4 separate regions of the Mus musculus genome follow, and regions 1, 2 and 3 are each linked to region 4. The links are chromatin contacts, called in public targeted proximity ligation maps. All regions are on one chromosome and are shown on one strand. The core of a region is the stretch at or near the end of the contact, and the rest is flanking DNA. Distances in the headings are between cores, read along the strand shown.

Evidence for each region.
Region 1: a contact with region 4 is called in a targeted proximity ligation map of T-cell acute lymphoblastic leukemia, with 6 times the contacts expected there. A contact is called at or near these places in 1 of 39 promoter capture datasets (cranial neural crest), 7 of 484 Hi-C or Micro-C datasets (the G1E-ER4 cell line, brain, cerebellar granule neurons and 4 more) and 2 of 130 datasets of targeted methods (T-cell acute lymphoblastic leukemia and stem cell-derived epiblast-like cells).
Region 2: a targeted proximity ligation map of memory CD8 T cells shows a contact between it and region 4, with 14 read pairs. A contact is called at or near these places in 1 of 484 Hi-C or Micro-C datasets (CD4 T cells) and 3 of 130 datasets of targeted methods (double positive thymocytes, memory CD8 T cells and pancreatic cancer cells).
Region 3: a contact with region 4 is called in a targeted proximity ligation map of double positive thymocytes, with 4 times the contacts expected there. A contact is called at or near these places in 3 of 130 datasets of targeted methods (astrocytes, double positive thymocytes and pancreatic cancer cells).

The regions. Positions count from the first base shown.
Region 1 is chr19:32,463,998-32,466,831 of GRCm38.p6, forward strand. It overlaps the pseudogene Rpl9-ps6. Among named protein-coding and RNA genes, the nearest start is that of Gm46659, 12 kb to the right of the region's middle.
Region 2 is chr19:32,572,247-32,575,527 of GRCm38.p6, forward strand. No RefSeq gene overlaps it. Among named protein-coding and RNA genes, the nearest start is that of Gm36419, 31 kb to the left of the region's middle.
Region 3 is chr19:32,376,368-32,379,243 of GRCm38.p6, forward strand. The region is part of intron 1 of Sgms1 (sphingomyelin synthase 1); the gene reads right to left. Among named protein-coding and RNA genes, the nearest start is that of Sgms1, 11 kb to the right of the region's middle.
Region 4 is chr19:33,221,743-33,224,743 of GRCm38.p6, forward strand. It overlaps the pseudogene Rnls. Among named protein-coding and RNA genes, the nearest start is that of Mir3970, 66 kb to the left of the region's middle.

The DNA.
Region 1 (2,834 bases), core at 149-2,648, 760 kb before region 4:
TCTGTTTATTTTCTTTTGAGGGAGAGAGGAAAGGGAGAAAATGGCAGGCGTTGTGTGGATGGAGATGTGAGAAGAATCTGGAAAAACTTGGAGAGGAGAAAAAAATATGTTCAAAACATACTGTTTGAGAAAATAAGTACATAAATAAGTCCCATATTCTATTTCTTTTCTGTTGGAACACAGTCCAAGAATGGAGATTTGTGAGATCTCTGAATGGTTGTGAGAAAACTCCAAGAAATCAGAATACAAGTCTTGTAACCTCGGATTCTTCTGAACATGGAAGTGTTCTTGGGTTATGTTTTCATGCTCCTCCCAGGTGTAAAAGATAGGAGCAAGTTTGCTTTAGTTGTTATTCTTGTGCCTCTATGGGAAAAATATTTCCCTCGTGATTGCACACTTTACTCAGGTGACTCTTCTTAACTCTCAGAGTATAACTTGTCCGATGCTCTGAATAAAGCATGAGTTGAGTCCACCTCGTCTTTTAGATCCCACTCTACCATTCATGCCACCAACTAGAGCAGTAAACACTTTTCCCCAAGATACTCCCAGTATTTCTATTCTAGAGGACGCTTTTTTGATTATTTTATTATAATGAAATTAAGTATATGTGTGTGCCTGTGGGGAGTGGGCTCATGTGCACAGGAGTCAGGTGCCCACTGAGGCAGAGCTGTCAGATCTCCTGGAGCTGGGTTACAGGTGGCTGTGAGATGCTTGACATAGGTGCAGGAACTCAAACTCAGGTCTTCTGGAAGAGTAACATGTACTCTTAAGCACTGCGCCCTCTCTCCAGTCATTATCAACATGCTTGCTCTGCAATGCCTGTCTTCTATAGTCACTTAAATCTATTCTTACCCCAGAAGCTAGCTATTCAGATTATAGTCTATTTTTTTTAATGCATGCAGAGTAAGCTGGGGCTTTGCTAAGATTTAACAAATTCAAATTGTATGAAGCTTTCATAACTCTGTCATTCACTCTTCTGAAACAAAGTTTTCATCCTCTGAGATGTTTCTATTCAAGTGCTTTTCCCCAGTGAGCCTGGGCTATAGCTCAGTGGTACTGCAGTTGCTCGGCATGTGTGATGTCCTGGGTTAAATCCCAGGAATGGGGGTAGGGAGTGGGATTACAACTACCTGCCTGGCTTTGAGGCTGACCCAACTGAGGTGACAAGGGAATGAAGGGCATACATGTGTACATAAAGATTGTGATTAGCTGGGCAATGTGCTGTAATAGAGACACCATCAGCCTAAGAATTCAGCTCATGTGTGTGTGTGTGTGTGTGTGTGTGTGTGTGTGTGTGTGTGTGTGTGTGTGTGTATGCGCGCACACACTGCTGATCCTGGAGGTGGGTTTACAGTACAAGGTTGAACAAAGAGGTGAGGTTATATGTACAGCTGAATGGGGAGGATGTGGGCCAGCTTATCTCAGTAGGAGGAGCAGTTTCAGGCTGCAGTCATCAGAGGCTGTGGGTGATAGTTTCTGCATATGCCACTTTAGCTAAATGTCAATCCTCCTTAACATCCGTGGACCAGGAGGCTCTGCCACTGAAGCCTGACCCAAAGAAGGCTTTGCCACCCCCGTGGGTGTGAAGCACTGAGAGCCTTGATGTGGCTGTGCTCATATCACAGCACATGCTCACTGAGGATTCATCCCACAAAACATAGTATTTTCCTTTGTCTTTATGTTTGACTCGTTTTTTTTTGTTGTTGTTGTTGCTGTGGTTGCTCTGAGATAGGGTCTCACTATGTAGCTCAGGCTGACTCTGAACTCAGTGAATCCCCTGCCTCCGTCTCCTGAGTACTGAGCTTACAGGCAAGAACAATCAGGCTTTCTTACTTGCCTTTATGCTACACATTTTTACTAACATTTCTTTTTTTTTTTTTTTTTTTTCAATATATAAGTCTTTTATTCTCCCAAAAGAGCCCAAATTGTTCATGTGGTCAGGATCTCGTTTCTGGGGCCAGGAACTGAGGCCTCCTCACTCGTCAGCCTGCTGCACAGTTCCCTTCTCAGACACATAGATGCCGTCCAAAAACTTCCTGATATCCTTGTTTTTAACTGTTGTGGCTTGCTGAATCAGGGCAGCTGAATTTGAAACAAGTTCAATGTCATTTCCTTCAAGGATTAACTCATCCTTCTGGGCTTGAGAGACAGAACAAGCCACACCTGTCCTCATCCGAACCCTGCGGATGTATTTTTCACCCAAGAAATTTCGGATTTCAACCAAAGAGCCATTCTCCTGGATGACGACGTTGATGGGGAAGTGAGCGTACACAGACCGCATCTTGTATTGGAAGCCCAGCGTGACACCCTTGATCATGTTCTGAACATGACTGCAGATGGTCCTGACGGTGGCCAGTTCCTTTCTGTTACCCCACCATTTGTCAACCCGGAGCCTTTTCTTCTTCTTCCCAAGAAGACTCAGCTCCACGTTGATGTGATTGAAGTCCCTCCGCAGAGTCCCCCTGGGGCCCTTCACAATGACTGTGCGCCCCTTCAGAGTGATTTCGACATTCTCTGGAATGTCCACAGTCTGATTGCTGAGAATGGTCTTCATCCTCGCAGTAGATGGGGCAAAGAGCCTAACATTTCTTTATGGAAGAATTATGAAACTGTTAGCAGAAGAAGCCATTGATATGTTAGATAATTAGGATAAAGAATCGAGGTAATTTTAGAGTTTTACTTTGATGAAACAGACTTACCCACGTGATAAGACTAGGCATTAAGGTGTTCTGAATCTCTATATATTCAGATTTAATTTTAGAAAAATTATGATCATGGATTATTCATCAGCCAAATAAAATGATAAATTACCTTCCTCCCCAGTCAACTGTATT
Region 2 (3,281 bases), core at 700-3,199, 650 kb before region 4:
GTGTGCTGGATTGACACAAGTGAGACCAGCCACTGGGCCTCCCTGTTCTGACCTGCTGTCATTAGCAGAGTTATGTTTGATCTTTGAAAGATGACTGTACTTTTCTGTGTTTGGTATGTGAAGTTATCCAACTGAACCTTTGATTACTTAATTGTAAAACCCTTTGGCCAGAGCAGCAGGAATTCCATTACACACCTCTCTGCTGGTGAGATAAGATACATGGTGTGGGATTTTCTTTTCTTTTCTTTTTTTTAAATTTTCCCTCGAGTTGTATTTTATATTATGTTTTTGTTTTACAAATTTGATATGAGCACACATAAAAATTTAAACAGTATAAAAGAATATTTCTTCTTTATGGAGCAACAGCTGCCAGTCGTATTTTGTATATCTTTGTAGAGATCTGCAAAGCAAATATAAACTCAAGGATATTTGCTTATCACTACAACCTCCTTCCGCTGTCTGTCTTTCGTGTGTCTTGCTTTTTTTTCCCCCACCTGGCAGCATGTCCCAGCATCTGTCCAGTATTAGAACAGATATTCTATTATGAAGATATACCATAATTGCCTTAACCACTTTTCTAATAACAAATAGTTAACTGATACAGTCTTAGTGGGGTGTGTGGGTGGGTGTATATACACGTGCACGCACGAGTGCATACACGCATATGGGCACCCAGACCTGTGTGCACATGTATACCATGACATAAGTTTGGAGGTTAGATGGAATTGGTTTGCTCCTTCAATCATTATGTAGGCTCTAGGGGTAGAACTTAGGTCCCCACGCTTGTGAGTCAGACACCTTTACTCATTAAGCCAACCCTCTGTCCTGGCACAGTCTCTTACTCTTATGCCAATAAGGCTTTTCTGCTTCAGCCAATGCAAAGTGCTCTCCCCTTTGTTGAAGTTCTTCAATGAGGAGCTTCCCAATGAGCAAGCCACACTAATGGCCACCTTGTGTTGCCAGTGAAGCTCCAAATGCCCAGGTCTTCCTGGCTGATGGTGCCTGCATCTTCCTACTCTCTCTGCTCCAGAAGACAGTAAGGAAGAAGATGCTATATTCTTGCCTCTCACCCTTGCTACTGCTGAGAGTAGACCCTGAAGCTCTGGTGGAGTTTGGTTTAAATGAACTCTTTTCCCAGCCACCCGCTGACCTCTGGCCTGACTATCAGGCTCTGTGTACCGAGTGCTAGGCTAGGTGGAGCAGATCTGGGAAGGCTTCCAAAACAGTGGCTGTGGGCGAGGCCAACACAGGAGCAAGCAGAGTTGCGTACTAGATGCTGCCCATGGGCACTCTGCTCTTCTCTCAGAAGAGAAATCTTGGAGGTTACCACCTCAGTCAACCAAGCAGCTTAGATTTGGGTGTTTGGGCATAACGAGCACATGTTGAGAAGCCTTTGACGAGGATTTACAGGACACATAAATAGTTTATGCATCTCACAGAGGAGAACCGGCATGTGCACACCTAACTTGCAAGAATCCTACATGAGTGCTTAAAACAAAAGAGGAAGAGTTAAAGTGTTGTGAGCTTGCCCTACGAGTCACCGGATGAGCCTGGGATGAACAGCAGATACAGCCAAACGTGAGAGCAACCTCCCTTGTGGACTGAAACCTTCAGCAAGACTGGAAAAGTGATGGCAAAGGTCTGACTGCCTAAACTTTATTTCTGCCAGAGGTGTGAGAGTGTTCATAGAAGAAGGCAATGGGGATAATGAACAAGGGAGCGGCATCCAAGGAAACCCTGTTTAGCATTGTCTGCATCAAACTGCACACTTGGAATGTACTTGCCTTTGAACTTGAAGAATTTTCAAGGTTACGATTGACAGTGCATGAATTCCACCCTTAGAAACCAGCCTTTACCATGATCCCCATTATACTCCAGTGAACTCCTCTCTATCTCACCAGAGCTTGCCTGACGCTCACAGCAGTAAAGTGAATGGCAGGATTCATAAGCTGCAAGTCAACAGCCAGTGTGGAGTTCAAAGCTATGAAGTTGGCACGGCCTCAGTGCTTAACCAACTCACTTCATGGCTTCCTCATTCACAGCCCTGCTACCTATATATCTAGGAACATGAGATAGGACTGGGTGGCTGATGGACATCTTTAACCAAGACTCTGGTATGTCCCAGAACTTTCAGAGATCAAGGCCACCCATATCGGTAGATTAACATTTGGTGGTTTTCAAAGGCCCTGAGCTCCACAATTTCCTTGTTTCTCTCCTCAGATCTTTCACCTGATATTCTGTGAATGACCCTCATCCTGAGTTATAGCCCTGAAATAAAGCCCCAAAGGCTCAGTGGTATCTTGAATATATAAACCCTCTTAGATCTAAGACCAATCCATCTGCAATGAACTTTGAATTCCTGGGGTCTTTATTGAAGTCATGAACTCGGAAAACTAAGATGTTAATAATGCCAAGATCACATGCTTTACAAACCCCGTTTACCACTTCCTGGAGGTTGTAAACTGTGGTGAGGTATGGGTGGCATCGCTACAGCTTTTCCCACAAGAGGAAAACTTGAAACAGGTAAGAAATAGTGACAGAAAGCTCTCCCAAGAATCAGTACCAATGGCCAAGGAGCACACAAGAAGATACTTAACCTTGATAATCAGGAGGGGGAAAAAATCAAAGGGAAAACCCCCACAAGATACCACGTCACAATCACTGGGAGATTCATAATTTTTTTAAAGGCCAACAGTGATGAGTATGACCACAGAGAATTGGAATCTTCCTACACTGGTTGATGGGGTCGTCAACTTGTTCAACATCCTTGAGAAACAGCTTGGCAGTCCTTTAAATGGTTAAACACAGATGGTGTGCTCCCCCAGTGGTCTGACTCTCAGGAAACATACCTCAGGTGTGAGAGAATGCCTGTGGTTGGATGTCTATGAAAACATAAATCATCAAAGACTTCAAAACTGATCTGTTTTGCACAGTTGCCTAAGCTCCTCCTTCGCTTATGCAGAATTACTTTTCCATAAATGATTGCAAGCTGGTGATCATTTTATTCTGCTTAAAATGTTTAAAATGGACTGCCTGTATAGAGGCTGGGTCAAAGCCACGATGCGCATGGACTGAGAAGCCGGACTCTGCATTTAAATCTTGGGGTGTCCTTCACTTAGTTCCTTCACCTCTCTGTACCTCATTCTCCTCCTTCATAAAGTGGAACAGCAACATAGCCTGCAGAGTGCTTAAACCCACTAAGAAATATAAAGCACACATAACCCCAGGGTTCTGCAGCTAGCTTCATTGCCTGAATTTGCCAACTCTGCACTAGGTCCAGA
Region 3 (2,876 bases), core at 319-2,818, 850 kb before region 4:
TCTTCATGTGCCTCCGGTTTGCTTCCTCAATTATTACCATGACCTAGAAAACTCCATGTGTCCTGGGCTTTGTTTTCTCCACACCTATACATTCCACACTAGTTAAAGCTGAAGTGTCAGAGACTTTGGCCATCCACCAAGACATCTCAGAAGAGCCACGACATTCACCGGTGGCTAGCTATGCATGCAGTCGAGTCTGCAAGGTGAGAAGTGACCAGAGACAAGCAATGGTAAAGTCACAAGCAAGGGTAGTATGGACAGAGAACAGCAGAGTACAGAGAAACCTGGGACCTCAGCAGGACCCTCTGTTGCTACTTTCCCCAGCCACCTTTACAACTGTGGGATGCCCAGTTACACCCCATGGGCGTGGATAAGGGTCTTCACACAACTCTTACACCACAGTGGCTAATATTCTATCTCACATGTGGATAGCTCCAAAGGATACAAGTCCAAGCCCCCTGCTCTTTATGTCACCCCACCCCACCCCCCACCCCCCCCCCCCCCCCCGCCGCCAGCTTTCAGACCCAGACTACTTGCTGTGTCCCGGCTATCTGACTTCCTGTTACCCAGAGGTCTCCTGGGACCCCACTTCCCTCACTGATGGCAAAGTTCAGTTCCCACATCTGAAGTGTGACCCAGCAGCCAGGCACACCTGCCATCGCCACCCTCACCTGCTCTCCTTCCTCTCAGGTGACTGGGGCAGCCCGGCTTTGGCTGACAGCCATAGGTGCTCCCTGCAGAGGCCTTTTATAACGCCCTTGCAAAATGTAAGCCGGGAACAGCTGAAAAATCAACCTCTAACTGCTCTTTCTATCAAGTGGCTTCGGCATGAGCAAAGCAAAATGGGGCCATGGAAAACAGTTCTCAAATAAACAGTTTCACTATCAAAGGGATAGTAAACAACTGCCAATGCAAATCCATGGGCTGCACTGTTCAGGCCTGCCCCAGTCACAGGGAGGGAGCTATGATATCAGGGGACTAGATGGCCAACACTCAGCTGTTCCAAATTTTCCCTTCCAAAAGAGGCCTAAGAGCAGAGGCCCAAGGTTCCCCAGCCACTTGGCCGGCACACAGGCTCAGCCTGCCCTCATTTGTAAGGACACTGGAGGAGGAGGAGGAGGAGGAGGAGGAGGAGGAGGAGGAGGAGGAGGAGGAGGAGGAGGAGGAGGAGGCGGCGGCAGTAGGGATAAGAGAAAAAGCCTAGCCACTGAAAGTCAAATCCACCACTAACACCTAAACTGAAAGGCAAGTCAGGAATCATGCCTAGGTTTACATTCTTAAGAACTGGTCTGGCTGCATCTGTACAAACAAAGGAGTGACCCAGAAAGGTTCCTGTGATTCTCCAGGTGATGGAGAAGCACAGTCCTGGCCACCAGCCCTTCTTGCCAATGACCACTGGTACGTCCCACCCTCCTGGACACCCTTCCCTGCCACACATACACACACACACACACACACACACACACACACACACACACACACACACACACGAGACCGCTTATGCTCCGCCCACAACAAGCTGCCACCCTATGTCATCAGCTCCCTTCTGCACACTGTGCCAAATGCAGAGAAGCTGCAGCGAGCAAGCACTGTCCCAGGGGGGCTGGTGCACAGCTGTGACCTGGCCTCACCACGTAGTGATGACATTACCTGAAGACATGTCTCTTTCAAGAACTCTTTTCCAAGCTAGAAGCTGCTCCTTCCAGTTGTAGCTGTAGGCCCTGCCAACCAGGGAAGAGCAGTGTCGGCTGCAGAGCAGCAAACCTGCTGTGATAACTGCAGCTGTTTGTGCTTCCTGAAGACTCAGTAGTAGCAGTGTGCCCACATGGTAGCCCTCTTACCTCCTCTCTCTGAGAGGTGCCAAGCTCTGTCTTGCTACAAACACAGTTAAACCAGTACCCAAAACTGTCTTCTCCCTTCTCACACCCAGGCTAGGCTCTTTAATTATCTGTGCTTCATTTTCCCATGGGCCTAAATGGTGGACAGAAAGCACCCCCCACCCCCGCACCCACCCACCCCCCACGCAATCTGGGCATGTGGAAGGGAAGGATTGAACAGGCTGCCAGTGGCACCTCACACTCAGAGGATGCTTACGTGATCAGGTATGGTTGACGCCACAGTTTACCACTGCTTTTGACCATATCACAAGCTCTGATGAGCGGGGTACCACAATGCCATGGCTCAGAGGCTGATCTGCCACCCCACATGGACAGGACCCCATGAGGACACTTTCTAGGAAGGTAGAAGCAGTTGGTCCCTGGCTGCTACAACATGGCTTTGGGTGGTGCTTCCCAAAGCACATCCCCAGATCAGTGGGGGGCATCCAAACACACTACTGGCTGCCACCTGCTCCCCGAGCTACCTGCTTTAGAAACTCTGGGCTGGGCCCAACAAGAGTTACAAGCAAGCTCGGTGGCAAGGCTGGCACAAGCTGAAACTTGAGGCCCATGAGCTCACACAGATAAATACCTAAGGTCGCAAGGTCATGGGAACACCCAGCTTGGGACAGCCTGACATAACTACACTGGCTCCTCACCAACAGCACCCACTGGTTTTTGTTTTGGGGTTTGGGGGTTTGGTTGGTTTGGTTTGGTTTGGTCTGGGCTGTTTGTTTGTTTGTTTGTTTTTGCCAACTGTCAGGACCCCCAAACGTGAACTGCTTCAGGACATTCCCCCTCAGGGAAATGACTTGTGTCTCACTTTCCTGTCTCCAAAAGAGAACGGAGACATCCACATCCCAGGGTCAAGGCAGAAGCACATGGTCTGGGATTAGCCCTCAAGGAATCCCTATCCCCACTGTAGGTCTGCCCAAAGGTCTAACCAGCAAAGAAAACCAGCAAAGAGACCTGCTTCTTGGATGTTCCTCGTCTTAGGGC
Region 4 (3,001 bases), core at 54-2,553:
CAGCCTAAGCTGATGCACACCTTTAATCCCAGTACTTGGGAGGCAGAGGCAAACACATCTCTGTGAGTTCGAGGTCAAGCTGACAAGTTCCAGGACAGCCAAGGTTACACAGAGACGATACCCCTCCAAAAAGACCATTCATTGGGCAGGAGAGACGGCTCAGTAGGTAAGGTCAATGGCTGTTTCAGCGGACCTACCTTCTATTCCCAGGCCTGACCAGACCTCTTACAACCACCCAACTCCTGTTCCAGGGGGTCTGATGCCCTCCTCGGGCCCCGGCAGGCACCAGACACATACATGCTGCACAGGCACACATGCAGGCAAGTCATACACATAAAATGAAATATTAAAAAAATTACATGCATTAAAAGTCCATAACACAAAGGTGAGACGGAGCTCAGCTGCTACTTCATCTCCTCACCTCTGGCTCTGTATAATGAGCGGAGGTTTAAGAGGCAGGGTGAAACAAGACCAAACAAAGCCAGAACAAGCCAAAGCTAAATACCTGAAGCAAAAAGTACAGTTGAGCATGTTGTTTGGGCACTCGAAGGTGAGAAGTTAAGGACGAAGGATGGAAGGATTTGACTAGAGCTATCAGAGAGAACACACAACACCCAGATCTGAATTTCAGATGAACAATGGATTTCTTCAGTATCCCAAATATTGCACCAGACATTCTTTTACTAAATAAATTATTCATTGTTTATCTGAAATTCTAGTATAAATGGGTGTCAGTGTTTTCATTTACCAAACCATGCAACCTCGACAGCCTGATTTTTGTAAGAAATCTCTTAACCCTGTAAGGACACTCGGAGTTCAGAAGAGCCTGACGTGGGCAACTGCAGAGCCATCCTGGGAAAGGTCGCACCCTCTGCCACCCTTTGTTTTGTGAAGCAAGGGCCTCATGGGGAAAACCTCAAGTGAGCAATTTTCCCTTCCCTGCACCCTCCACATGAGCCTGCTGCAGAGAATGCTGGGGAGCCTGCTGCAGCCTCCTTACCCGCTTGGGTCTCTGTGACCCAGGTTTTCCTTGGGTGAGGCCCTGTGGTCACGCTATAGTGACTGTTTGAACCCCCACCACACCCTGCTTGGTTGCCAGTGGGTGGGGGCAGAAGAGGTAGAAACAGGGAAAGAATGCTTAGCCGTTTTGATCAGCTGGGTTGTGCTTTGTCAGATGGTCTCACAAAACTTTAATTCCTGCTTTGATGCCTAGTGGCCGCACAGTGTCCTCGCCAGGCTTGTCTTAATAGGCTGCTTGCATGAAGTCAGACGGATCGCCTTTGTTGCACTTTCGTACACCTCATGACAGCGGCTCTTTTACGTTAAGGAGGAAACTCTGTGGTTAAACTGTAGCCTAGGTATTTTTAGAGCCGTTACCATGTTAACCAAATTTCATACATTTCACCTGCAGGATATGCAGTAACACCAAGGCCTTCCCTAAAAGCTAACCAAAAAAAAAAAATGTATTTAAGCAATTAATGCAATTAATACTGTCTTTAGGACTAAGACCATGTTATCTGAGAACAGAGTCGCTGGTGCTGACACCTTTTCTCTTCTATTTTTTTTCTTTTTGAATGGATGGATGGTAATGTCTTTAAGGGAGTACCTTTTTCTTTGATACAAGTGACTTGAAGGGCCAGAACCAAAAGCTTAAAGCTGGTTAGTTCTAAAGGTCAGAGCCTGAAGGCAGCGACTCCTTTGTGAATCATTAAGCTTTCCTAAGCTGCTTCTGACAGACTTCTGGCTTTGCGCCACCTGTCTTGGGTCATTTTACACTGCGAATCCTTATGCTGTTCCAGTTTTTAAGTCAGTAGCAAAGGTTATGAGAAAGACAGAACTTGTGTTGCTGTTGTTTTCCTTCTCAATCCGGCATCGCCCCTAAGCTTTCAGAGCACAGAGCCAGTTTGTGTTTAGGGCATCTTCACACGCCCTACTAGAGAGCATTTAAAGAAGACCCATGGGTCCACAGATGAGCCAGATGTGATGGAAGGGATACCCATTAGCAATAAAGTGAGAGTCCCCATCACTACTGACCAGTGATTTTCACCACTAATCCCAGCACTGAAAGTTCAAGATAGAACTAATATCTGAGGTGCTATCAGATATTATCTTCCATCATCAGTTAAACTGGATGAGTTTTGACATACTTAGAATTCGCTGTGTTAGCCCAATGAGGTTCAAGTGACAGGACACGTCACTGCCAAGTTCTATGCCAGTTTATCTTCTAGTCATCTGAATAAAAGTCACTCTGCACCAAAAAAATTCTCTTAAACACAACGAAATTCTGTTTTATGGAGCCAAGGGACATTAAGCTGCTAAAACACATGCTTTCAAAATCGAATGTGGAATAGCTGTCCTGTTTCTCAAGGGAAAAAATACACAGTTAAACCTTGCTTATTCATAATAACCCAAACTTCCGGAAGGCTTAAGCATTTGGAATTGCTCCAAACCCAAAAGAGGGGAGGAGGGAAAGGGAAGGGTTTGGAGAGCAAGGGGATGGGGGGGGGGGGGGGGATGGAGGGAGAGAAGGACAGAATGAACCAGCAGCAAGCAAGCCAGTTTTTAGAAGTAGACCTGAAACCCTAGCAACACTGAAAGAAGACCTGGAGCTTGCATCTGATTGGCTTACCAGCCAGCCGGAATGCTGAGCTCTGATTGGCTAGTGATGATGTCTCCAAATAATCAGCCTTTTGCAGGGAAGCAAATTTATCTGGCAGAAAGGACAGGAGGTAGAAGAAGCAGGCAAGAAGCAAAGGGAAGCGAACAGGGCAAAATGAATGACAGGTTATTTGTAACAAAGGTGGCAGCTGAGACGACAATGAGAACAAGAATCACTATTTATGTAGCTGCTTACAGTTTTTACAAACTAGGCTCCCTGAAATTACTGACACTGTCTTCAGAAGGACCTTCAAGGATTGCAGAAGTGAAATGACATTCCCCAGGTTACACAGCGAGTAAGAAAAAAGCTGAGGTCACCGGTCTCTAATCCAGGGCTGTTGAC